5 separate regions of the Mus musculus genome follow, and all the other regions are linked to region 3. The links are chromatin contacts, called in public ChIA-PET, HiChIP or PLAC-seq and promoter capture Hi-C maps. All regions are on one chromosome and are shown on one strand. The core of a region is the stretch at or near the end of the contact, and the rest is flanking DNA. Distances in the headings are between cores, read along the strand shown.

What was found. Promoter capture Hi-C pulls out the DNA fragments that hold promoters and counts their contacts. ChIA-PET counts read pairs in DNA pulled down with a chosen protein or histone mark. HiChIP or PLAC-seq counts read pairs in DNA pulled down with a chosen protein or histone mark.
Region 1: a contact with region 3 is called in an H3K4me3 HiChIP or PLAC-seq map of the SCID.adh cell line, with 4 times the contacts expected there. The contact joins the enhancer-like site here to the promoter of Cep350 in region 3. A contact is called at or near these places in 15 of 39 promoter capture datasets (the 3T3-L1 cell line, 3T3-L1-derived adipocytes, the C10 cell line and 9 more), 3 of 484 Hi-C or Micro-C datasets (B cells, the P5424 cell line and uterus) and 6 of 115 datasets of contacts at active chromatin or transcription factors (the NIH/3T3 cell line, the SCID.adh cell line, astrocytes and 2 more).
Region 2: an HNF4G HiChIP or PLAC-seq map of pancreatic cancer cells shows a contact between it and region 3. The contact joins the promoter of Soat1 here to the promoter of Cep350 in region 3. A contact is called at or near these places in 2 of 484 Hi-C or Micro-C datasets (both in embryonic stem cells) and 3 of 115 datasets of contacts at active chromatin or transcription factors (embryonic stem cells, memory CD8 T cells and pancreatic cancer cells).
Region 4: an RNA polymerase II ChIA-PET map of memory CD8 T cells shows a contact between it and region 3, with 6 read pairs. The contact joins the enhancer-like site here to the promoter of Cep350 in region 3. A contact is called at or near these places in 5 of 39 promoter capture datasets (embryonic stem cells, hematopoietic stem and progenitor cells, hippocampal neurons and 2 more), 1 of 484 Hi-C or Micro-C datasets (CD4 T cells) and 2 of 115 datasets of contacts at active chromatin or transcription factors (double positive thymocytes and memory CD8 T cells).
Region 5: a contact with region 3 is called in a promoter capture Hi-C map of stem cell-derived epiblast-like cells, with 2.2 times the contacts expected there. The contact joins the promoter of Tdrd5 here to the promoter of Cep350 in region 3. A contact is called at or near these places in 1 of 39 promoter capture datasets (stem cell-derived epiblast-like cells) and 1 of 115 datasets of contacts at active chromatin or transcription factors (embryonic stem cells).

Annotation. Positions count from the first base shown.
Region 1 is chr1:155,578,208-155,583,098 of GRCm38.p6, reverse strand. All of the region lies in intron 3 of Acbd6 (acyl-Coenzyme A binding domain containing 6), which reads right to left. Among named protein-coding and RNA genes, the nearest start is that of Acbd6, 23 kb to the right of the region's middle. Within about 2 kb of position 2,273, at least 2 of the 459 cell types and tissues checked have an H3K27ac peak or open chromatin away from gene starts, as enhancers often do. A contact at or near this core is called in the SCID.adh cell line, where this site is marked.
Region 2 is chr1:156,472,949-156,478,247 of GRCm38.p6, reverse strand. It overlaps Soat1 (sterol O-acyltransferase 1), which reads left to right and starts at 3,920. Exons shown (of 16, transcript NM_009230.3): 1 at 3,920-4,100. Gm39682 (a long non-coding RNA gene) reads right to left here and starts at 1,689. Exons shown (of 4, transcript XR_865657.1): 1 at 1,611-1,689.
Region 3 is chr1:155,970,146-155,975,500 of GRCm38.p6, reverse strand. Cep350 (centrosomal protein 350) reads left to right here and starts at 2,246. Exons shown (of 38, transcript NM_001039184.1): 1 at 2,246-2,652.
Region 4 is chr1:156,405,558-156,410,788 of GRCm38.p6, reverse strand. The region is part of intron 4 of Axdnd1 (axonemal dynein light chain domain containing 1); the gene reads left to right. Among named protein-coding and RNA genes, the nearest start is that of Axdnd1, 13 kb to the left of the region's middle. Within about 2 kb of position 2,563, at least 43 of the 459 cell types and tissues checked have an H3K27ac peak or open chromatin away from gene starts, as enhancers often do. A contact at or near this core is called in double positive thymocytes and memory CD8 T cells, where this site is marked.
Region 5 is chr1:156,299,373-156,304,936 of GRCm38.p6, reverse strand. Tdrd5 (tudor domain containing 5) reads left to right here and starts at 1,589. Exons shown (of 18, transcript NM_001134741.1): 1 at 1,589-1,626; 2 at 2,335-2,570; 3 at 3,031-3,423; 4 at 4,147-4,340. The coding sequence starts at 2,339.

The sequences.
Region 1 (4,891 bases), core at 1,024-3,523, 390 kb after region 3:
GCTTGAACTGCAGAACTATAAAGTAGCAATGTTCTTATTCTCAAACACTGGGGACTGGAGAGATGGTTCAGTGGTTAGGCGTGTACACTGCTATGACCTCAGTGAGCAATACCCATATCTGGTGTTCCCCAATCTCCTGGAACTTCATCTCCAGAAGGGTCTTCCACCTCTAGTCTCCATGGCACTTCAACTCACATGCACATACCACCACTCCTCATAATTTAAAATACAAATAAATTCTTAAAACTAAGCATTGTGTCAAATACCAGAAAGTCTCAGTCCATATTCACTGTGAAATAGAACTGCATTGTCCCAGAAAAAGGACACTATACAGTGTATCTAAAAACAATGTTCTGACACTATTTTAAACCTAAGTCTGCAACAATATTGAAAAAACAAGAAATGCGTTTATTATCAACTTGGTTAATAAAACCTAATTCACTCAACTGATCTAATCACTCTGGAGAAAAACTATTTTCCAAATTCTAAAGAAATATGACTTAGATTTTGTAAGAATCAAAGTTTGCTACTGAACAGCCACAGAAAGGAAAGATAATAGTTTTGCCTCTCAATAATTTTTTCTGTAATTTCACCTTGGTCATTTATTTAAAATGACCACTGAGTGCTACAGTATGACTAAAGTCCTAGCAACAGTAGCACTGAATCTCGCTTATTTATTAATAAAATTTTGTCTCTACTTTATATTTGAATTGTACCTACAGTTTATAGACTGTTTTCTATATATCTAATTTTGATAAGTTATAATCTCTTATCTCAACTTTACAACATGACAATGCACAGCTAACCTCCAATAGCAAATGTGTCAATACTGGAAGCCAGACTTTAGCAATAAACAGTAACAGAAATATAAAGAAATTAACCTATTATGCTTTTTCCTTCTTGCTCTAAAGCAAATCCATATTGGCTCACTTTCCCAATTTGAGCTTTTAAAAATGCATACTAAATTTCCCTATATTGTATTTCAATCAATTGCCTAAGCTCAGACTATAATGTCATAAATAAAGTACTTGGCCATAAATTTCTCAACAGACATAAAATCAAAGACACCCAACCCCTACAAATTAAGTAAGAAAAAAAAAATCCCACAACTGAAACCTGAAAAGAAGTTAACATATCAAGTTCCAGCTGATGAGTCAGTCAGCGGCTGCTCTGTCCTAAACAGATTCCTTCTGTAAGCGCCACTGGATTAAGATTATAGACATGTACCAAAATCATCTTGGTCTAGTCTTTTCATTTTATGTTTTCTTATAAATTATGAAGCTATGGGCAAAAGTCAATCACTTTTCAAATGTTTGACGGCAGAAGCATGACTTAGAATAGCAATGATGTGAGCTATTTAACAGGCTCTGCATGAAATGAGGGAGATCTGTAAAACAGCACACACTTAAGCTTAGGTATGCACACACACACACACACACACACACGCACACTCTACAACACCTCAAATGCCTGGAAGATCCAAGGCTCCAATGAATCTGTATTTACATCACTAACAAGACACTCAAGTAATATTTTTTAAAGGCCTAAAGAAACAAGCACTTTTTTTTTCTCATTTTTTTCATACAAACAAGAGCTAATCCACATTTTATCACACTATAAAGTATATTTAAAAGAATACATGCACTTGAATTGATTTTGTTTTACAAGATATGATTAAATGGTATTTAAACCAAATACCACTGTGTCAAACTGGATAAAAATACTTAACTGTCAAACTAAATCAATTTCTTAAAAGTACTATTTGAAGCTGAGTGTTGTGGTGCACATCTGCAGCCCTGTGACCTGGGCAGGAGGATCGTGGGTTCAAGGCTGACATGGGCTATACAGTATAACCAAGTCTCAGAAAAAAAGTGTTGTCTGAACAGAAGTACAGTCTTCAGTCTCCAAATTTCAGAACTTGTTACAAGTTCAGAACTTATCAATTAAACAAGTAGAAACTGGCAACCTGTATCTCCGTTCTGTTCCCTCTGTGGTTGATATTTCAAGTAACTTGGTCAATTTAAAGACAGAAGAAAACTGGCACTTGACTCTTCCACTGGGCACAGGATAACAAATAAAAAGACTTCAGATACTATCCAAGCAAGTGTTGTTGATAACAACAAATTGTTCTAGACACGTTTCTGACTCTCAGAGGTTTGTACCAGTGTATTTCCTCACAAACACCTCTCTCACACATGTATGTGTGCACATCTGTAAACTCAAACATTTACATTCCCAGCTACTAAAGCTATGCATCTACTGATGTCATTTCTGACATGCTGCAATTTAAACTCACAGAGCAGGTGTTGACCCACGAAACTCCACGACACTGTTGTCCACCTTAAACAGCATCACCATCCTTTATGGGATGCTCTGCGGGCATCATCTGGGACCAAATGTTAACGCTCTCATCATTTCACATTTAAAGGTGAGTGTGTGCATCAATGACACTAGGTGGAAAACTAGATTACAGAGAAAAAGGAGCATAGCATTACTGACAGACAGAGGGAAGCAGAAACAACAGCTTCATGGCTGGGACATGCTCGGCTGACGCACCCTGTCAACATGAACCAAAGCCCTGATCAAGCAGAAGAGGTCAGGTGTTGGTCGAGAAAGAAATTTCCTCACTTTAAATTCTCCATGGAAACCACTACAAACATGGTGGGGGAGGGCAAGGGCGAAGGAGAGGGAGGATATTAACCTCCAAAAGAATCATAAAAACTAATCAGCTTTAAAAAGTCATAAGACAATGACAATGTAGGAGTTGTATGATTTGCTGATTCTACACTAATCAGCAGAAATGGTAGAAGATACTAAAAACTGAGTAATTTGGAATCTCGAGTTTACTGGGAAAATCACATTAGAAAGCACATAAATTCCTTAACATTTTTAGAAGATAGCCAGTGATAAAGGCAAATGCCTTTCTTTAGTCCTTTCTCGTGGGAGGCAGGAGGTAGATCTGGGAGTTTGAGGCCTGTCTGGTCTATATCATGATCTCCAAGACAGCCAGAGCTACATAGTGAGATCCTGTCTCTAAAAAAATAAAAACAAAAATGAAACAAAACAAAAATTCAGAAGATGATATATAGTTACGAGTAACTATATATCATAACTATATCTTACATCATTATTGTAAGATTTCAAGGGGATTCCAGCATTAGTTTATACTAATACAGCCTGAAGAGGCTCAATAAATCTTAAATGAATTAATTCCCAAAGGTAAGTTTAACATAGCTACCCTCAATTTTACATCACAAATAAGAATATATTTAAAAAACAGACAAACTGTAGTAGTTAGAAGTAAAGAAATCCAGCAGAATACCAGAGAAAACAACAACACAAAGTTCAACAGATAAAACACATACAAGAGAAATGCTCACTGAATATTTTTTTAAATGTACAAAAAAAAAAACCCAAGATTAAAAGTAATAAAAATGACTTAACTAGTTGGGTATAAACATTAGACATTTAAAGTATTCAGTCTCTCAGTTTATAAAATGTTGAGTCAAATCTGACAGGAGACAGGTACAGGAAAGGAATTCACCTCAAATCTTCCCCGAATAGATTTATAATAGATTTAGATACCAAGTTTAAAGACTCCCAAACGTTAAGAACTGAAACACTTAAAGAAAATTTCAAAACAGTTTTAAAACTTTTAAGTAGTGGTCAGAGAGGTATTTAGAATGCAGCATTAGTAACAGAGATACAACTTTGCTGCTACAGGTTTTTAAATGCCTTATTTCTTAACAATTATATCAAACTCCCATCTCTGTAATAGCGAATATGGAATGATGTGTAGCAAGTAGTAAGAATACGGAAGATTAAACATGCTCACATATATGTACATGCATATGCACACGCTCACATATATGCACATGCATATGCACATGCTCACATATATGCACATGCGTGCACATGCAGAAAAGGGAAGCACCGCCACCAACCCCGAGATCCTACATCCGCCTGCTAACTCACTTTCAAACTTTTGATTTACATTTAAGTGATGTCCATACCAATATGTTTATACAGTACAGGTACATATGCCCTTAGTCATTTTTGCACTTAACATGGTTAAAATTATGAAACTGTAATATTCAATCCATGTTGAAATTTCAAAGTGTAAATCTAAGTATAAGAGCAACACTGCTAAATACACACACATACACACTTCTAGCAGCCACACACTCATGATGAGGTCATTTTAGAGATTCAGCTGAGACCGGGAAATAGAGAAGGCAAATTGTCTATTGTTTTATGATTGCTAATTTGTTAGGACTCTGCTGATACTCGCTCACAATCACAAAGGGAAACTGTAGTGTGCTGTTAAGGCAGAGCACGCAGCTATAAAGTAAGGGACCTGATCTGCAGCAGTTCTTTCTCTTAAAGGAGAAGTGCGTGAGACCGACAGTCCTAGGACAGTCATAGGCTCCATAGAAACCGACCAAAGTCTCAGGACCCGTAAGGAAACAATATAAAACACAGGTGCCAAAGATCTAGAAAATCTTGAATGCTGAATAATGTGGCATGACCCAAAAGGCTAAATGAGCCTTATGTTTGTGCTTGCTTGTCTTAGGAACTCAGTCTCCAGGCTAAACTGGTTAAGTTCTTAAGCCGGGGCTTCCTCACCTGTCAGCAAAGATTAATACCCTTCAGGATTGTCAGAAGGGCTAGTTGACACTAACCTGGATTAAATACAAGCTATTTGACCATAACAATATATAATAGGAATTATTCATTTATAAAATATATATAATTGCATTAACTTTTGTGTTACTATATTTTTAAAATAAATGTGAAATGAAAATCACTATGCGATAGCTGGGTGTGGTGATACACGTCTTCAATTCTAGCACTCACGAGGCAGACAATGAGGAATCTCTGTGAGTTTGAG
Region 2 (5,299 bases), core at 2,671-5,170, 500 kb before region 3:
GAACTGAAACCAGGGCCTTGAGTTTATTAGGCAAGCCCTCTTGTGAACCAAATCCCCAAGCCCTGTGCTTTTCTGTATTTGATTTTATTGTCTGTAGTAAGTATTCATTATTGATATGATCAGACAAAACATGAAGGCTAGTTTGATTGCCTCCCGTTCAGTTCCTTCAGGTCACAATAGGAGTGGCTTAAACATTAACCTGAGTGAAGCCTTTTCTTGCTCTTTCTCCGGGATATGTACTCTTATCTCTGTCAGCATTGAATCCTGTTACCTGCTTTCTAAGTCACATTCTGAATACAGCATTAGCTCCCGCAACCAGAATGCTACTTTATTCTGCCCTTTAAAATGTTTCAGATATCAGCTTCCCTATTCTTTGAGTCAGGGTCTCTTGGCAGCCAGGCTAGTCTCAAAGTCCCCGTGTTGCAGGGATAACTTTGACTTTCTGACCTTCCTGCCTCCATTCCAAGGCTGGGCATGAGCACCACAGTGACTAGGTGACACAGTGGGTGCTGGAGATCGAACGCAGGGCTCTTTGTACGTGGGGTGATCCTGCTACCAACTGAGCTACATCCCCAGCCCTCTCCCCATTCATCTGTCTCCTCATTCTTTCTGTCCCACTTGGCTGTTGCCTAAGCTGGCTCCTTAGCATCTCACCTATATTACACATCACCCTTCTAATTAATCTACCCACCTCCAGCTGCACCTCTGTCCAGTAAGGTCTTCTAAATCATGAGTCTCTCCTAACTTGGCATCCACTGCTGGCTCCCCAATGTCTATGGGTTTCTGAATCAGGATGTCTCAGACACACCCGCTTACTGATTCAGCTTTGTCTGTCAGGAAGTGCCCTGTAGTTAAGGATCCTCTGCAACCTACCTCTCTGTTCCTTGGACCTGGGCTGGCCTGGAAGTCCCTATGCATTGCAGGGTTCTTTTGTCTTATGGGTTTGGACCTTGTTTTCCCTTTATTTTGAAAATTCTTCCTTCCTTTCCCCCGACAGCCATTCTACTAATTAGAAAGTCAGGTTCAGCATGCTTCTTCTCCATTCGGTCTCCTCTCTAGCCCAGTCTTTCATTCTCACCACATCCAGAAGAGCAGCAACGGAGACAGTGGTTGCTAATGGAAAGCTTTGAAAACATGGACTTATTAAATACAATGACCCCGCATTAGGTAGGCACTGCCTCAAACATATTTTTTTTTCCCTGTAACATTTGTCCCACAATTTTCAAGTGGCTTGGTTAGCTCTCTTCCCGAGAGACAGTCTCAATCAACTGTCTCCAGGTTCTGTAAATGTCTTGGTTTATTGTTGTTTGTTTGTTTTGGAATATGATGAAGAGAGTCCCATCTACCTATGCCTTGGTCTCAGGATTAGGTGATGTGAGATTTTTATGGGCCAGTTTGGAAGGCACTTGGATTCTAGCCAGAGGCCCTGGAGTTTCTCTCCTCACCTTTATACTAGATGATATCGACACCCACCTGTTGCTCAAAGAAGTGACCTGTAGTTACCTCGAGTTCACGTTTCTTCACTTCTGCGCCTCAGGGAAATACCCTCAACTCTCTTACCTTTGATTTCTACAGCAAGCACCCTAATCCAGGGCCCGACTATGACCTACCCCGCACGCTTAGCCAAGAACATCTCTGTTATCTTGTTTCTTGTTGTTCCACTTCTGCTGTTCTGTGGAGATCCTTCTCTATATTCTATATAAAATAGGTAAAAAAAAAAAAAAAAAGAAAAGAAAAAAAATAGATGAAAACAAACAAGAAAACACATACACAAAAACAACAAAGCCCAGGTTGGCTGTGGTGTTTCTCCACCCCCACCCCCACTCCCTTCAATACCAGCTGAGGCAGGTGGATGAATGAGTTAGAGGGCTTCACAGTGAGGCCTTGGTTTAATTCCCTTCCTCCCCCAGGAACCCTTTATCTTCTTCCCTTTGAACTTATGAAAAAGAATCCAAACAGCAGGATTGGGCTCCTGCTCAAGGCTCCAACCTCTGTGTGCTCTACCCTCCCCCCAAGTGTGCTCCAGCCTCCTGCGCCTCAGAGCAGCCAGAGCCCTTCAGGACCAGGCTCATCCCACTCACTGTTCTTCCTGCCTGTGGCTGGGATTGCTAATTCTTCCTTATTTGGGTCTTAGTTCAGACTACCTCAGAAAAATCAGCCTTTCCTCTGTCTTTACAAAACGTAAGTGGTTAATCATATGCAATTCATGTCATCCAACTCTCTGTGTTCTTTTATGACAACCTGGGAAACCTTTAAAATTAATCATGGCATTCTTTCGCATCTTTTCCTGACCACTCTCTATTTTTTTCCTAACACTTATCACTACTTGCAATTGTCTTATTTTTCTCCCGGTGGCTGCTTCTGTTTTAATTCATGGTTGTGCCTTGACTCGTGCCTTGAAGTAACGGGACATTCAAGTCATTTAAAAAGTGTCCTTGGGACTAAATAATCAAAAGATGATTTGGATTGATTTAGGACATAGATAAAGCAGTTTAGGCCTTGGACTTCTCAAAAGCAAAGATATGAGTGAATTTAGGGTAAAGGTGGGTGAAAGAGAAAGCTAAACGGACTGGAGAGACACTGTCGGCCTGCAAAATTGAACTTCTGTTCTTCCTACTTCATCTTCTTTCTATCTTCCTTCCTTCCTTCCTTCCTTCCTTTCTTTCTTTCTTTCTTTCTTTCTTTCTTTCTTTCTTTCTTTCTTTCTTTCTTTCTTTCTTTCTTTCTTCCTTTCTATCTACCCTACCTACCTACCTACCTACCTACCTACCTACCTATTTACCTACAGGGTCTCTTTGCAAAGCCCTGGCTGTCTTGGAACTCACTATGTGGACCAGGCTGGCTTCCAAATCACAGAGATCCACCTGCCTCTGCCTCCCAGCTGCTGGGATTAAATATGTGCATCACCAAGCTCAGGAGCTGTATACCAGCTCTGTATTTTTATTTTTAACTGACTAAATGGAACAGTGAATAGGCAAGTGTCTCTACCAAGAGTCCCAATAGAAGTGAATTTTTAGTCCCAAATGTTCTAACTGGTGGGATAGGAGGAGGTGGAAGCAAAGGCAGTTGAGTGCTTCCAAATGCTATCACCAAACTGTTGACAGAACCATTAAACACAGTTGTCCCAGAGAGGGCAAAAACTGGGCACACCTGTGCAGAGCCCAGCTGCTCTAAGGCGAGCAGTGTTGCCTGCTATGGGCTAACAGGGGAACTCCTTTTGTGAAAGATCTCCAGAGCAGGCAATTCATGCAAGCCTCAGGCATTGTTTAGGGTATTTGACTAGGAAAGGAATGGTCAGCTGGACAGATTAGGGACTGACTGAAAGATTAACGAAGCCAGTTTAGCTGACACTGTTTTGCAGGCCGACAGTATCTCTCCAGTCTGTTTAATTTTCTCTTTTACCCACCTTTACCCTAAATTCATTCACATCTTTGCTTTTGAGAAATCCAAGGCCTAATCTGCTTTCTTTACCTATGTCCTAAATCTATCTGTATCTTTTTTTTTTTTTTTTGATTATTTAGTTCCCAAGGATGCTTTTTAAATTACTTGATTGTCCCATAATTTCAAGTGACTCACTTCTGTCTTATCTAAGTTGTGTGTTGTTGAAGGACAGACTGAGTCAAGTAGAATTTAGACCACAAAGCAACTTATGACAGGTTTTTTTGCCACTGCTTCTGTCTTATTCCTTAACGGTCAGTATCAGACTCCGCCTTGTCCCATCTCGCAGGCTGCCTTTTCAAACTCTAAGGAAGTTGACTTGGCCTCCTCGTAGCCACACTGGAGGAGAGTTGGGGTGGAGCCAGAAAGCCAGGTAGCTAGAGAAGCCCAGTGGGTACCCTAGATATGGGAGGGGGCGTGGCAGTGGGCGTTGCCGGACGCCGCAGGACCACCAATGGCATCCCGGAGCTCGGGGCGATGCGCGTGACGCAGCCGCGGGCTGGGAGGTTGGGGCGGAGAACGGGGGTGGGGGCCTGCGCTTTATCTTCCTCCGTAGCCCGGCTGGCGGCGTAGCGGGCCGGCGAAGGGACATCCTAGTCTCCGACCGTCCTGCGGCCGCCCAGCCTACCGCCTAGACCGCCGCAGCTGCCCTCCGCTCGCAGGTAACCTCAAGCTTCCGCTCCCCTCCTCCTTTCCTGACCAGGTCCACCCTGAGCCCGAGAAGAAGGGGACTGCGGTGGCGGCGCCGCTCCGGCTCTGCGGGCCTGGCCTGGGCCGGACTGTCCCACCCGGACGCTGTCTGCTGCCTGGGGAGGGTCCCGCTGAGTTTGGAGGGGAGAGCGGGAAAGTTACCCGCAGCCATCCAATGCATCCGATGACTGGCAGCCTTTTCATTATTAGTGATGGTTTGATGTCCCCTCCGAATCATGTGGCGTCTCTCAAGCCAGTCAGTAGTGAAGAAAGTTGAGAATTAGAAGTCATTGCACTCTTTGAAAAGCGACATTAAAAAAAAAAAAAAACCGCTCAGGAAATCAGCTTTCTTTCTTTCTTTCTTTCTTTTTTTTTCTTATTTTCTTTTTTTTTTTTTTTTGATGTGGGCGGAGGAAATGTATATATATATGAAGGGAAAGATGGCACTACCAGGCACCAGACTCTATATGGGCCAGGGAAAAACCTGTTTCAAGCTCATATTCTGTTTTTAAGTAGCGGGGGGGTGGGGGGGGATTAAGTGTCTGTCTTTGATCTTAAGTGCTAATAGACACGTAACTTAAGCAATATATATATTCAGCGGTTTTTTGGGAGGAGACATTGTTGTAAGCTCCAGTCTCTGCATTTTATATAAAACTCCTTGGTCACTGTAATACTTAAGTAGTTGCCACTGTGTCTCCCCCGCCCCCCCAAACTTCTTGCCTTCTTCAAGAATGCAGAATCCAACTTGAATACTTCTTTTTCTTTTGTTTGCTTTCAACTGGGAAATATAAATGACTTGGTTTTTTGAAAAGCCAGCTCAGGCGGCACAGGAGTGGGGCTTGCGAAGAGCTCTGATGCTGTGAAGAGTAAGGAGAGGAAACGTGGAGAAGCACACGGCTTAGCTTGTCACGTGCTTGGAACTGGTCAGGGGTTTCACGTTCTTTCAGGACTCAGACCCAGCTCTAGGCGCCTGAGCTCCTGCTATCTTAAAGGCTGGGCGGGTTCTTCAGGCTCTAGCTCTCCTTCCTTGTGCCTGGAAAGCTGCTTCTTATCTCCTGGACCATTTTCCCCGGGGGCCTTATTCCCCTTCTTCCGCCGCCCCCTAAGCATTCCTCAAATCAAAGATCACTTCCCGGTGGGAGCCACTGGTCAGTCTGAGCCTGTTAGCATT
Region 3 (5,355 bases), core at 997-3,496:
AACATGATCAACCCACAAAACTCTAAGAGGATACTTTGTCATCTGTCCAATGAACAGCATTGTGGAGTTTGCAGATAGAACAACTGCAATGTATAAACACCCAAACTCATGGCAATTCTCCCGTCTCAGCCTTCCAGGTTGGGCTTACTGGCATGTGTCACTATGCCTGGCTTTTCAAGACAATCCTATTGAATAGATACATTAGCTTGGATTCATAGGCATTAAGTGGAGGGTCTGGAGGGCTCAGAGGACACACAAGTGTTGAGAGCATTTTCTACTTTATTGTACCATCTTCAGGGAGATGGAGAGAGAAAAGCTTTGCCAGCAGGAAGTGAGAAGTTTCCACTAATCTTATCTTGGCAGCTGGAGGCAGGGTAGGGATAAAACTTGAGGCACCCTCTGAACGTACTGATTTAATCATTTGCACTGGAGGAATGTGGCTACTTTCATAAAACTGTGAGGGAAACGAACAGACTATGATACACTTGAAAGCCAATATTCTTGAGGGAGTAAAAAGAAATCACAGAGTGTCAAAAAGAAGAGAGATTATCTAGTATCTAGGCATGGTGGTGCAGGTCTGTGATCCTAGCACTCAGGAAGACTGTGAGTTCCATGCCAACCTGCAGGATCTTCTGAGAGAGAGAGAGAGAGAGAGAGAGAGAGAGAGAGAGAGAGAGAGAGTGAGAGAGAGAGAGAGAGAGAGAGAGAGCGCAGTTGAGAACCAATGCTGGAAATTTGATGAAAACAGGAGTTCAGGCTGATAGCAGAGAGCAATGCTGACACCATAACAAAAACCTCATTGCCTTTCTGTTGATCACGAGGTAACGTAGGAGGTGGGAAACTATGTTAGCTTTAGAGTAAAGGAGATTATTTCCCATTGATTGGTGCTATAATATTGGGCAGATAGTGTTTCAGAACCCACTATTAAAAAGTAATCATAACTCAATAAGGGGATTGGATACGTTCTTTAAAATAACTAGGCTGGAGAAAAGGTAAATTTCACTTTTCTTTTTATTACATGTATGTATGTATGTATGTATGTAATCATACATGTCTTCTCATGCACCTGCACGCAATGCAGATCAGAGGACACCTTAGAGGAATCTGCTCTCTTGGTCCACCATTCTGGGTCCGGGGATCAAACTAAGATCGCCAGGCGTGGTGGCAATTCCCTTTACCTGCTAATCCATTTCCCTGCCGCAGTTCCACCTTTCAAATCTTTTTCTTGCTACTGCTTGCGTACTCGGGATCTCCACAACTCTCATTCTTTGCTGAAGTGCTGTTCTCAGGGAGGGTGTATACATTGACATATGTGCAGGACTTTTGTACATTCACGTAGTTCCTGCTGAGGCGCGGCTGTCTTATGGGGAGGATCAGTTATTGTCGTCTGCTTTTATTGATATGGTCAAGGTAGCGAACATTTATTGAACATCTACAGTGTTGTAGTTACTGTGCCAGGCCCTACTGGGTATACATAGAAAAAGGAGACTTTAAGACACCCATGGTACTTTAGATGAGAAATAATTTCGAGGCAAAGTAACTATCGGAGCCCAGAAGGTGGAGAGCTTAGCTGCAGTGAGCACCTAGCGGAAGGTGTCAGGCATTATTCGCAGAAAAGCTGTCCTTTACAGTCTTGACAGACGATAAAATTCACCAAGCGGAGGCTGGTGACAAAGACAAAGCTAAGAGAAAATATGTTGACCCCAGAGGGCTTCTCAAACCACAACACCGAAGGGAAAGGAAACGTAGTTTTTGCTTGTTTTGGAAAGAGCTTAAGCCATCAGTGTGCGTGCTGAACAGAACTGTAAACCCCTGGCCAATGAGAGGGCCGCAGTGACAGCAGCGAGCAGCCGCAAAGCTGCGGTTACTCCGATCCGCCTAGAGTGACGATTCCTTCTGAATCGTCTGCCGGGTCCCGGATCCCTGGGTCACCCTTGTCAAGTCCTCAGCGTGTTTTGGCTCGGGGGTGACCCGCTCAGCCAGAAGGCCCAATTAGCGTCAAAGGGAAGGGGGTGGTCTCCTCTGCGGATAGACTCTGGCTCCTCCCGAGTCCCGCCGAGCTCCCAAAGCGCCACACCAAAGATGGCTTCCCCGCATCCTCTAGCCTCGGGTCCGATCGCGCTCCTCCGTCGGCCACACTCAACATGGCTGGCCTTCACCCAGGGTTGCATTCCTGCGGAACCGTCTCCGGACAGTTCTCGCGAGGTTTGGCGAGTCTCTCTCCCCCCCCCCCCGCCCTCTCCCTCCCTGACTGCTCCCGCCCTGCCTCGCGCCGCCGCCACCGCCACTGCCGCCGGCGCCGCTCCTCCTCCGTGTCAGTTGTTGAGCTGTAATGGCGACTGGGCCGCCGCTGCCGAAGTGACTCCCGGGGCGGGGGAGCGGGGCCGGACCTGCGCCTGAGAGGACTGCGGAGAGCCGCAGCTCGGGAGGGGGCTCGCGGCGGGGCAGAGGAAGGCCGCCTCTGCGCCTCTCCTTCCTTGCCTGCCGCCCGGCGGATCCCGGGAGCCGGGGCGAGGCGGGCACCCGGTGCGTCCCCGGAGCGGGGAGGCCAGGCCGGGCAGCCCTGGGGCCGGTCGGGGCGGCGTCACTGCACCCTCCGCCAGGCCCCGCGGGATGCACCGTGGGAGCCGAGGGCGGAGGCGACACTCTCAGGTGAGCTGCGGGGAGACCTGGCGGAGCCTGCTCCGCCTCGGATGTCTCTGTCCGCGGTCCCAGGTCCCCGAGGTGGCCAGAGAGGCGGGGCGGGGCCCCCCTGGCACTGCCTGACGTCCCCCCCGGGGACCCTCCTTGGGTCCCGAGACTTTTCCTGGAGGGTCATCCTGAGACCTGGGCTCCCGGACCTACTGGTGCCCACGGAAGACAAGATTTCTTTGCTTACCTGCCAGTGTCGCCCTCAGCACCCTCGCCCCTCCTCTTGTCTGCATAGAGTTAAGCCACCTCTCACCTTTGGTCTCCGAAGTGTCCCTTCTTCGTTTGGAGATCGAGCATATTTTGGGAAATTCCGGGGCACTAGCTCCAGTGTCAGGAACAGTTTCTGTTCCTTTTCCTGGGTGTAATATTCTCAAAGTGCAGTATGGGGAAAACTTTGATCACCTCCAGTCCAGCAGCAGTTGTTGAATGGAGTCCACCGGCTTATTCACACATGATTGGGTGGAGAGGGGGTGACATTTAACAAGCCTTACACGTTGGAAGTTGTCACTTTCCCTCCCCTCCCCCCTCTTTTAAATTCAGACTAATATGCTAAATCATATTTAGTTAATGTCACAGATACAGGCAGAAATTTGCCAGGGTTTTAGTTTTCAAGTTCGGAACTTGCAAATAGGTATAGATTTTTTTTTAAATGGATTTTTTGATGTTGTAACAAATGTTTCATTTGGGGGGAAAAAATAGGCCCTTAGGAATAGTGGTCGGTATCCATGTACTCTACTTAATTGTTTTGCTGGTGTTTCTTGTTTTGAAATTGGAGAAGTCGTTAGTGTTGCCATGTTAACCTGCTCCCTTCGCTTGTATTTTAAAGATTTAAATGGACAGTCCATCCTAGACCAACCTACTATTAGCACCTGGGAATTTTTGAAGAGGCAATAATGAAATACTACAAACTGCTCTCCATTTAAAAACTTTCTTAATTTAAAATACTGCTTTTTAAAAAGGCAGCGTGCTGCTAATAACTTGGGATTGTGACTTTGGGAGACTCCTAGACCTGTACTAGAAGTTATTGCAAGCCCATGAAAGTGTAAGAGGTTTTGTATGCTAAATTGACAAACTATTAAATGCAACAAATCTGAACTGTTACTGCATTCAACTTAGTACACCTTAATCAGAATATGAAGGTCATGCCAGAATACATTGTATATGTAGACAAATATGTATCTTGTCTTTTCATAGCAGAACTTTGTGCTTATAGTGATAGTAATGTTTGTAAACAATTTTGTATAAATATGAAAGACTTTTTTCTGACATGTATTGGTGTATAGTATTATTTTAAGACCATCAATACTATAGAATCAACCTTTTATGGTGTTAATACATTTATGAATTAAAGTTTTAAAATTTTTTTCTTCTGATTGTCATTTTTTAAAATCCATTTTTAACACACTATATAGAGGCAACAAGAAAGGAAGTGAAGTCCTTATGTAACCACTTTAGTTTGTTAAACTGCTATAATTTATAATGAGGGCAAAAGAGAAGTTTTACGAAATAACTGACTTTTTGGGGGCGAGGGTGGGGGGACGAGTGTACTTCCATGAATTAGTCTTTGTGTACTCTTGTGAGCAAAGGGGACTCAGATCTTTATTTTGTAGTTGTGGAAATGAACATACAAAGCCATTAATTTATGTGTGCTGTTTTTATTCTGCAGATGTTCTAGAATTAGCTACATTTTAAATTAAATATTAGCCTTAGATACTTTTGCTATTTGTTATTATTTCAAGATATTTTTAAAAATACATTCTTCCTTTGCACATGACACTTGTTCCTTGTGATTTCTGGTTTTTAAAGGCATTAGCATTTTCATAAAATTTTATTAATTATTAATAAGTCATGAATTATTATAATGGATCACTTCTCTTTGTAGTTGTGATTGTTATTTGTGCTGTGTGGGTCAAAGTGCAAAATAGTTTTCCTTATTGACTTTCCCCCATGTCAGTTTTTAGTGTAACATAGTTAAAGAACTGCAGTGTCTCTGCATTGGTTTTCTTGTCATCATCAGTCATTGGTGCTCCTCAGTGGAACTTCACGCTTACCTTTGAGTATTGGGTTATTATTTATTATTATTCCTCACCTGGCCTCCGAGTCCTGTTCTGGCAGAGGTTCTCTGTTGGTCACTGTGCACACAGTTTCTAGCATATATTAAACAATAAGAGTTGAGTTCATCTCAGTCCTAGGATAATACTTTCAAATAAAAACAAAAATCTGGTTCTTAGTTCATAGGCACATTTTAGCTTTTTTGTAGACATATGCTCCAAATGTCTGCTCAAATTTGCTGGGTATCAGGGGAATGACAGCCTGGGATTTAAAATCCACTGAGAATAAGCCACAGGTGGGTCCTAAAGCTTTGATGATTTTAATGATTTGCCCAGGTGCTCTGTTAGGAGTTGTAACTTAAAGAAAATGGAAGCTTTAAGACCCTAACCTAATTGTAATTATAGTACAGTTACACACTTGTAATAAGTTTTGATCCTTCTTAATCACAGTACTGGGTGTTTAGAATACTGGAGTCCAGTTAGTCCGGTGTCCATGTTGTGTATGTTGGAAAGCCAGCGTCATAGCTTAAGAAGAATCCCCTAAGCAGCTCTAGGCTTACATTTATTTGTTTTATATGTCAGATAATTGTCAAGTCAGAAGGTAATTATGATT
Region 4 (5,231 bases), core at 1,314-3,813, 430 kb before region 3:
TTGTTAGATGTGCAATTAAGTTTGCTACTGTTTTATGTAGTACTTGTTTATCATTTTCTATCAAAAGAAGGTCATCTATATATGAAAAGATTGCTAGTTCTCCTGGTGTGTGGAATGAATCTAAAGCCCATCTCAGTGCACTGTGTGCTATAATTGGGCTGTTTTTGTATCCTTGTGGAACTCTAGTAAATTGGTATTGTTTTCCTTCCCATGAGAATGTGGTGATTTCTCTGGAGTTGGGGTGTAAGTCTACTGTGGCAAACCATTTGGGCGCCACCTGCCTGATTCTCAGGAATCTATCTTCTACATCTGGCAATTGTCCAGGAATCTGCTCTGATAGGTTATTTATATTCCTGTAATCTATTTACTGTGACTCTCCATTTGCCATTGGGTTTCTTTACTGGCCAAATGGGGCTGTTGTAGTTAAAGCTTTGTGTTGGTTCTATAATAGCTTCTTTTAATAATGTCTCTTTGGTGTCCTTTAGTTCCTCCATCCCACCTTTTATTGGGTATTGTGATGTGGAGGAGGGTGGTATTTTAGGTAATTCTACCTGTGGAATTTTGACTGTGGCCAATAGTATTTTTGGTATTCTTTTTTTTTTTTTCCAAGACAGGGTTTCTCTGTGTAGCTCTGGCTATCCTGGAACTCACTTTGTAGACCAGGCTGGCATCGAACTCAGAAATCTGCCTAACTCTGCCTCCCGAGTGCTGGGATTAAAGGTGTGCGCCACCACGCCTGGCTTGGTATTCTTTTATAATTCAAAAATTTTGGAAATAATTTGTGTATTGTGAGTAGTTGTATGATGTTTTCTGGGGCACTGTACAAATCGAAATCTAATTCATAATTAATTTAGTTATAGGGGTTCTGACTCTGCCTCCAACTCCCTCTACTTCTATGTGGCCTTTAATCTTGTCTGTATTCAGGATCTGTCCTTCATCCAGGGTATATACATTAATCTCACTACCCATGTCCAACAGCCATTTGACCACTTTGGTGGTGCTATTGGGTAGTATAATGGGTAGAGCTACTCTGGGATTTGGATATTGTGTCCCTGAGGTTGAAAGGGATGTCCTCACACTCTTAGGTTTTTCCTGGGTGGCCTCCTGTTCATAGGTCTTGCCCCTACACTCGGCCCTTGGTTGTTGAATCCTGGGTGAGGGGGACCCCGGCCATTGGGTCCCCCCTGCCCTAAAAAAAAAAAAAAAGGTCTGTGAGGAGCTTGTCCAAACAAGAGTCTGGTGGGATTCCATGGTTGGCTTGGTCCTGAGCTAACTGGGAGGTTGGTATTCTGTCTTCCAAATGGATATATATACATATATATATATATATATATATATATATATATACACACACACACACCACACCACACACATATACATATATATGCACACACATAGACATATACACATACATGTATATATAAATATGTATATAAATATTTATATATATATTTATATTTGAACCGTCTCTTTACTCCATTATATTTCTTACTTTAATGGGTAGGTACTTTAGTATAACCTTCTCTGAGTCTAACTCTCTGCATGATTCTAAGAAGTCCATGGCATCTGCCGCACTTGGCATCCTTGCAGTGGTCCAGCTGGGGTCATCCCTGGATGTTGTGGAGCTTCTTTACCGGATTTTCCTAAACTGGGCCAACCTTGGTGCGTGTAGCCGCCTGCGGCCACACTAACTGGGCTCCTGAGTGGGAGGCCAGAGCTGTATGGGAGAGTATGAGAGGAATAACGAGACCAAGACAGATTTCTGATCAAGGCCCAAAGTTTACTAAGAGTCTGTGCTTATAAAGGGGGGAGGCCCATCTCCTGCCACACCAGGCTTCTTGATGCTTTGTTGCTAAGTAGTCTGTCAGAGCTTTTAGCATTAGGTCGCCAAGTCCACAGGTTGTTGGCTATCTCAGGAACATCTCAGGAAGACAGGTTCAGCCTCTCAGCGTAGTGCTTCTTGGAGAAGAGCAGCGGCAGGTGACAGAAAAATAAAGCCATCTAGGTCAGAAGGCTCCACCCCAGGTGGTCTCATTCTCAGTAGCAGCAAGGTCTGAATCAGCCTCCTTCAAGGCAGGGGGAGGCCACAGGTGCTGCCTGTGGGTCAGGAACCTGGTTGTAGCTGAAGTGGAGTACTCCTAATTTCCTTGCTAACTGAATTGCTTTCTGTAAACGATTCCATTTTGCTGAGGCCTCCAACTGAGTTACATCTAAGAAGGGGAATGCCTATCTCCAAGCTGCAGCTATCCAATCAAGCAGTGAATGTGTATCTCCCCTGGAGCTGTCTAACTCATGTTCCAGAGCTTCTGATACGGTGGGATTTTCCCATGACATTTCTAATTTTGTGCATCTCTTTGACCTGGCCGGCAGATCAGTCAACGGGGTCTGCAAGAGAGAGAGAGTGGTATGGAAGGGGCAAGAGACTTGAAGAATGGAGGCAAGACAGGTTGCTGGTCAAGTCCCATTTATTGAAAAACAATTAAGGGCACATAAGCATAAGCTAAGCCTTATGAGTGCAGCTGGAGACACTAAACCACAAGTGACTAGCAGCTGGGGGCACTAAACTGCAAGTCCAGGAAATGTCTGAAAAGAATGAGATGTTATCAGAGTGTGCTCAGCTGTGGTGGGCTGCTTGCAAAAACCGCATGCTAGGAAACAAGTCTCTTGGCAGGGTGGAAAAATACCAGCCTGCAAGTAAAGGGCGGGAGATGGCTGCAGAGTTGATAGCCCCTTTCTCCTAGGAGACGGTTCCCAACATCTCTTGATCTGGTAACATTATTATATCTGCTCCCTTCTCCCACAGTTTCACTATGTAGCATATGCATCCTTCATGCCATTTTGGGCATAATTTTTTTCTAATTTCATTAAGTTCCTGTGGGGTATATGCTCTGGTTCCTATTATTACCTTCTTGGGGCTGGTGTGTCCAGAAGCTCCAAAGCACAGCATGAAATGCCGAGGGCCTTGCCTGCGCAGCCATCAGAGCCAGGCTACGACATATGCCAGACCGGAGGAGAGTGAAGTGAGTGTGTGAATGAATGCAATCCCATTTCACTTTCTATTTGTTTTATTGTTGTTTATGAATAAACACCCGTATAACCTGATAAACTGGCACTCTTTCTCTCACTCTTGGCTCCATCCCTAATCCCAACTTCCCCAAATTGCCCTCCAACTGCCAAATGAGCGCTGTGGTATATCTATCTGTGCCTATATTTACACACCCCTCCCAGAAATACACATCCCAACCAACAATAAAGTAATGAAATATTTTTTGAGATATGGTCTTATTGCCTAGCTTTTGCTAACCTGGAGCTTACTGTGTAGACCAGGCTGGTCTTGAACTCACACAGGTCTGCCTGCTTCTGCCTCCCAAGTTCTGAGATTAAAGGCATACCTACCTTGCCTAAGTAAGAATGTAGTAGATGTAGAATTGTGTATAATTGTATATATTTACATAAAAAGAGAGGGAGGATATAAAATGCCTGCTTTTCCTTGACATAGACACAGCATTCACATGGCCAGCTTCACAAAGACTTCACACACACTTTCTGTGAGCAAAGGAAAACCTTTCTTTTATTAAATTTCAACATGACATTTTCTTTTCTTAATTTTTCTTCTTTTCTGTATATGTGTATGTGTGTGTGTGTGTGTGTGTATATATATATATATATATATATAGAGAGAGAGAGAGAGAGAGAGAGAAAGAAAGAGAGAGAGAGAGAGAGAGACTCACTCACTTTGTAGCTTTGGCTGGCCTCAGGCAAGGATCCACCTGTCTGTGTCTCTTGGGTGCTGAGACTAAAGGTGTGTGCTAGCATCCCATGCTCATTAGGATGTTTTCATACACGTGCCATTTGGCTTTGTTCTGTTAGTCCTCCTTCTGCGGTGCCCTCTTTCATGCTTTGGGTGTTTCTATCTAATAAAAATTTTAAAATGTGTGCAATACTACTTACTGTTTTTCTGTTATGACCTCTGCACGTGACATATTTGAATGCAAACGACCCAGGTCACTAATGTGACTACATTTACTTATGCTTTGTATTATTACACATATTTGTTTACTGCATGTCTGTGCTCTACCACGGTATGCATGTGGGGGGCAGAGGAGAACTTTCCCGAGTCGGTTTTCCCTCCGCACTGTGGATTCTGGCAGTCAAACTCAGCTTGTTCAGTAATTGCTTTTGCCACTGAGGCATCTTGCGTACCTAAATAATCTTTTAAAAATATTATTTATATTTTATTAGTATTGTGCTTTGTGTGTTGATGTGTGTGTCACAGCCTTCTTGTGACGGTTAGATTCAATGTTAGATCAACTGGACAGTATTGTGCAGTTGATTCTCCTCTTCCACCTTTATTTGGGTCCCACTGATCAAATGCATGTCGTCAGGCTTATGTGGCAACAGTACCCACAGAAGTGTCTTGCTGGCACCCAGAATTTTTTTTTTCTGAGAGACCTAACAGAGGAGCAAGATAATTATTCAAAGGAAAACAAGATAACTAGACGTGGATGGAAAGGGAAAGGACACCTGGCCAGCAGAGCCCACCAGTGTCCTCTGTAGCATCAGCAGTGCAGAGGAGAGAGACAGTGGACCATGAGCATAAGTCAGGCTAAAGTCTACTTTAAAGTTAGACGGAGGGATGGAGACATGAAAACATTAGAAGTATATAGGACATACCCTAGAGACCTGAGAGCCCACATCAAAAGTAATGACAAATCTGACTAGAGATTTGCACGAAATGATAAGACTGGCCACTGTCCTGACCTGGAGGCAGCTATAGAATTAATTGGCATTAGCAGTAGATTGGGTATGGAGGGCAAAGGATAGGGAGGGATTGGGTCTCAATGCTGAGATTTTGAGGGCAGTCTAGCAAATAGAGGAGGGTGAAACAGACTGCAGATCTGATGGCTTGGCCAAGAAAGAAAGTGTAGCCCAGTGTCCAGATGCTGCCACTGATATGCAAACCCTGTGAAAGTCATTCAACCCCAACAGGGGTGGAGACCCACAGGTTGAGAACCACGGATGTAGAGGACACAGCTTTGTGGAGCATCTCTAGAGGGGTAGACAGATGATTCAGGAGTGTCATAAACACGGGGAGAATCCAGGAGACTGGTTTCAGACAGAAGAGTGGTCAAATCAGGAAAGTATTCTAGGTAGTGGCAGAAAATGGATGAGATTGCCTTTGTAAAAAGAAGTCTTCACTAGGTCTCTGAGGCATGGTTTCAGAAGGGAAA
Region 5 (5,564 bases), core at 340-2,839, 330 kb before region 3:
GCATCAAAGCCAGGCATTTTGACCCACACCGTAATCTGTCCATAGTAGAGGCAGGAGAATTCCAAGTTTGACGACAGCCTGAGCAACGTAATAAGACTTGCTCCAAAAAAGGAAAAAGTTAACTTTCTCAGTAGGAATAAAATATAGTTAACCTATACAGACTTCTTGGTGCTAGGTGTGTTACATTTGTTACCGCAGATCATTGGTATGAGAATCTGAGGTGATATCCTTTTTAAGGGAGTCATCCAGTGTGCTATTTCCTGAAAACATTTTAACTCCACTCTCTTAATGTTGGCTTGCCAATGGAAAAAGATTCATCTGGGTAGGTTTTACTCCAATGGCAATCTAATTAACACTGTTTTAGAGATAGCTGTTCATACCTAAAATCTCCATTCCTTTTCTCCTAGGCTTTGTGTAAGAAGGGATTTTTGTTTTAGTTAGTTCCGAGGACTCAATGGGCCCTTAAAAATATGAAGACGTGTTCCTTCTAAAACTTGTCATTGAAATGCTGCAGTATTTGGGTCCATTTTTCATTTTAGGATGTTCTGTTAATCTACTTATCAGCTACAACTGCTCTACTATAAACCGAAGATATAAATCCTTTCTAGTTTTAGTTTTTTAGGGATTCTTTAATAGTCCTCATTCATTGATGGTACATTTTGTTCTCTTGGAATATTCACTTACGGGTTTTAGGCAAGAATGGCTTAGGGATCCCGCCCCCTTTATGCAACCGGCCAGTCTCCAGCTGGGGCTTTCCTCTCTCCACCTCCAGAGAGCTAGGCTCAACAGGTGTGCATCACCCCACCTAGTTTCCGGCCTCTTAAGTTGAATCCTTTGAGTATCTTTTAGGTTGTCCATTTAAGAGTGCATACAGTTAAGGGAAAGGTATTCATATCCTGCATTTCTACTTGCTAGTTTTTGAGGACTCCTGTCAATCTAGTTTACTCTACAAATCCAGCAAACATATCCAAATGAAATTATCCTCCATAGTCTCCCACTTCTCTTCTTTCCATTGCTCCTGGGATGTTCTTCATTCCAAAAGTCCGTCCATCCATCCATTCCTCTCTTCTAGGAGTCAAAGTCGCTTTAAGGTCAGCAGTAATTCTCAAGAATCAGACTCGCTCTTAATTTTTTCCCCCAAATAAGCGCAGACCTACGGGGGCGAGGCGAGCTTCCGGCGGGGCGGGGCGGGGTGGGGGGCACTAGTCCTGGATCCGCAGGATCCGCATGTGCCTCCGCCGCGGTCCCCGCCCCCCGCAGGTGCCTGGGGGCGGGGCGGGGCGGGGCCGGGCGGCGCCGCAGGGCTCAGGTGGAGGGTGGTCCAGCGGCACCTGCGTCTTCCCGCGGCTTCGGGAGGAGGTAGATGCGGCGGGTTGTAGCGCCGTCCCAGAGGGGGAGCCGGTCCTCGGCCTCACCCGCACCCACACGCTAGGTCTCCGCTAACCGTCACACCGGCCGCGCCCGCTCGCGTGGAACGTGGCGCACCGGACCGGACGGCCCGCAGTGCGCAGGCGCGCGAGACCCTCGCCGGCTCAGCTTCTCCGCGGCCCTCCCGGAGCGTCCCGGACCTGCGGCGCGCAACGGCAGCGCGGGTGCGAGGGAGCGAGGCGGGCGAGCCGCAGCCAGGTAGTGGCGGGCCGCAGAGGGATACGCTACCGCGGTCCTCAGCATGACTCAGATCACGGGAAGAGCACGGGGCAGACGGGAGGACCAGCTGAAGGAGGGAGGGACCCCGGGACCCCCACCCTTCCCGAGTCCATGGAGGCGACCAGGCGGTCTGCGATCCGCTCACGCTTCTCCTGGTCACTCATGCACCGCGACCCTTGGTTCCCAAAGACCGGCTGAGAGATTCCATCTGATACTGAGCAGCAGCGGGGAATGACACCCTCTAAGGAACTTGAGATCACCCTTTAAGCTTCCTTATTAGCCGGGCCCAGTTGGGACTTAATGCCAGCCAGCTGCGAGGATTGGGAGGGCTCATCCCTACAAGCTGAGCTTTGGAGTTTGTAGTGAGTGTGGCCAGAGAGCTTGTGCTGCAGGAGCCTTGGAACACTTAGGGTATTGCTTTAAGCCTTATCGCCTGTAAAACTCACATCTGAGTTTTTATATAACATGGCTGGTCGTTAAAAGGTTTTTGCGTGGTGGCGCACGCCTTTAATCCCAGCACTCTGGAGGCAGAGGCAGCGGATTTCTGAGTTCGAGGCCAGCCTGGTCTACAGAGTGAGTTCCAGGACAGCCAGGGCTGGTTTGTTTGTTTGCTTGGTTGCTTATGGGTTTTGTTCTGTCCTGGTTTAACCACTTTCAAGAGCATTTTCCCCCCCTTCAATCCTGTAGCACGATGTCTGAACAAGAGCGTATACAGGACTGTCTGAGGAAAGAGATAAGGTCCCTTCTTATTTCCACTAAGGATGGTTTGACTCCACAACAGTTGGAAAAGGAGTACCTTTTGATGGTTGGCAACCATCTCCCGCTCCGAATCCTTGGATATCGGTCCACTATGGAACTGGTGTTGGATATGCCCGATGTGGTTAGTGTCTGCCCCGGTGGGGATGGTACCGTAATACTGAAAGGTAGGTTTAAGACTTTGGAAGGTCTACATGAGCCTTTACAGTTAAGATGTACCACTAAGTACAATATCCCGTATCCCAGGGCGGAGGATTTTAACTGGGGTGATAGTCATGGGTACCTTTGAGGTTGTTGGGGGAAGTGAGAGCAAAGGAAAGCCAAAACAGCTTCCCAAATCCCCATTCCTAAGTTCCTAACACTCATTTTAAATTTCACTAGGCACAAATTAGTGACACTTCCAGACCCTGATTAGCAGTAAAACATCTTCCAGCTGGTAGAGGAGTTGGGAAGCTTTTATTGGTCAGAATGTCAGAAATGATGGACCCAACAGCTTTGTCTTACTCTACCTACATACACAGCTCTGTGGAGAGTTAAAAATTGCCGGTGTAATTGTAGATACAAAGGGTAAATGGAGTATGTGTTTTACTTGAAAGTGATTTCTCCACTGTCCCCATATCTTCTTAGCCATTCCAGACGAATCCACCAAAGGAATAGCAAGTTTGGTTGCAAAGCAGAGAAGGAGCCATAAGGTCCGAAACTCCATGCCAAAGGGAAGACCCAGCATATGCTCTGGCCGGGTGCCTTACCGAGGAAGGGTGCCCCCAATTCTTCCAGCTGTAGTGAAGAGTGAGTTGAAAGACCTTTTGGCATTGTCTCCCGTTCTCCTTTCTGACTTTGAAAAGGCATTTGCCAGGCGTTTTGGACGATCATTTCAGTATATGCAGTATGGATTCCTCTCTATGTTTGAAGTGCTGAATGCAGCTTCGGATGTCATTTCTGTAGAGCAGACCAGAGCAGGTTCTCTGTTGACACTAAAAAAGAGTGTATCAGAGGACAAGCAGAGAGGATGGCCAGCAGGTAAGCTCGTCAGCATTCATAATTGTGTCGCACCCACAAACTCTTGAAAATGTGCTTGCCTAAACAAGACCCTGCACGTCAGCCTGGTGGGGACATCTCAGAAGGCTCCATCTACGCCAAGGTGAACAGCCTCGGGCAGTTGATGACTTCAGAGAGAAAGATCAGTCTTCTCCAGGGATGAACCCTGTGACGAGTTTTCTAGTCCCAGGCGGTCATGTTTCCCATCCCCGGCTCGTTTCCCATAGCTTCCGATATCTCAGAAGTAATTGGTATATTTAGTAAACTGGACGTTTAAAACACTAGACTGTGTTGATTTTCAGGGTACCATGGAACATGCATTTTAGGACTGCATCTCTTGGAGTATTTCTCCCTTGCGTTTCCTTACATCTACTATGAGAAGTGTATCTCTATGCAAACTGCTTGGTTGGGCACTCTTTGGTCTTTAAAATGAAATGCAGTTTTTAAGGTCTTTCCTATAAATTGCTACTTTTCAGTTATACTCAGGTGATCTTATATAGAGTTTTAGAGAGCAACAGTCTTTTCAGTAACATGGTTTCTTAATATTTTTTTTAATGAATGACTAATCACTTACATAGTATATACGTTTTATTGAATATATACATTTCCCCTTCTAAACTGAGGGCAGTTAGTATACAGTAGCCTTTTTCTATAAAACCTCTGAGAAACTGCTGTTCACTGTTTTTTCTTCTTTCTTAACAAAAGGTAAAGTTTTTACTCAGCCATTTAGAATGAAACAACAGGGGTCATATTCTACAGGATTCCCAGTAATGAAGGCACACTTTTCACAACCCATTTCAAATATGGAGCCCCCCAAACAAGTACTGAGCATGGCGAAGACACCCACGTTTAATTCTGTGGAGGCTTCAAGGCTGAACCACACTGAAAAATTAAATCAGGTAAGGTACCCAAGTTCAAACATAAAGAAATACCAAAAATATGCTTTATTTTAATTTTATTTTATTATTAAATATTTTCTCTATTTGCATTTCAAATGTTATCCCCTTTCCTTGTTTCCCCTCCAAAAACCCCCTATCCCTTCCCCCTCCCCCTGCTCAACCCACCCACTCCTGCTTTCTGGCCCTGGCATTCCCCTATACTGGGGCATAGAACCTTCACAGGACCAAGGGCCTCTCCTCCCATTGATGACCAACTAGGCCAGTCTCTGCTACATATGCAGCTGGAGCCATGAGTCCTACCATGTGTGCTCTTTGGTTGGTGGTTTAGTCCCAGGGAACTCTTGTTCATATTGTTGTTCCTCCTATGGGGCTGCAAACCCCTTCAGCTCCTTGGGTACTTTCTCTAGCTCCTTCATTGGGGATCCTGTGCTCAGTCCAATGGATGGCTGTGAGCATCCACTTCTGTATTTGTCAGGCACTGGCAAGAGCCTCTCTGGAGACAGCTATATCAGGTTTCTGTCAGCAGGCTCTTGTTGGCATCCACAATAGTGTCTGGTTTTGGAGGTTGTTTATGGGATGGATCCCCAGGTGGGGGCAGTCTCTGGATGGTCATTCCTTCAGTCTCTGCTTCACACTTTGTCTCTGTAACTCCTTCCATGGGTATTTTGACCCCTTTTCTAAGAAGGATCAAAGTATCCACACTTTGGTCTTCCTTCTTGAGTTTCATGTGTTTTGTGAATTGTATCTTGGGTATTCCAAGTTTCTGAACTAATATCCACTTATTGGTGAGTGCATATCATGTGTGTTCTTTTGTGATTGGGTTACCTCACTCAGTATGATGCCCTCCAGATCCATCCATTTGTCTAAGAATTTCATAAATTGTTTTTAATAACTGAGTAGTACTCCATTGTGTAAATGTACCACATTTTCTGTATCCATTCCTCTGTTGAGGGACATCTGGGTTCTTTCCAGCTTCTGGCTAGTATAAATAAGGCTGCTATGAACACAGTGGAGTTTACTCAGGGCATGGGGAGTGGAGTTAAGAGGATAGTAGAAGCAGAGAAAGGCAGAGGAAGAGAGTAGAGGAGTAGAGGCCAGCCATGAGCCTGTGTGTGTTGGGGGAGAGAATTGGGGGAAAAGGGGAGGGGTGAGGGGACAGAGCAGGAACAAGAAGGCAAGAGAGGAACAGGAGTAAGGGAACAAGAGGTTAGGTATCTTTTTATG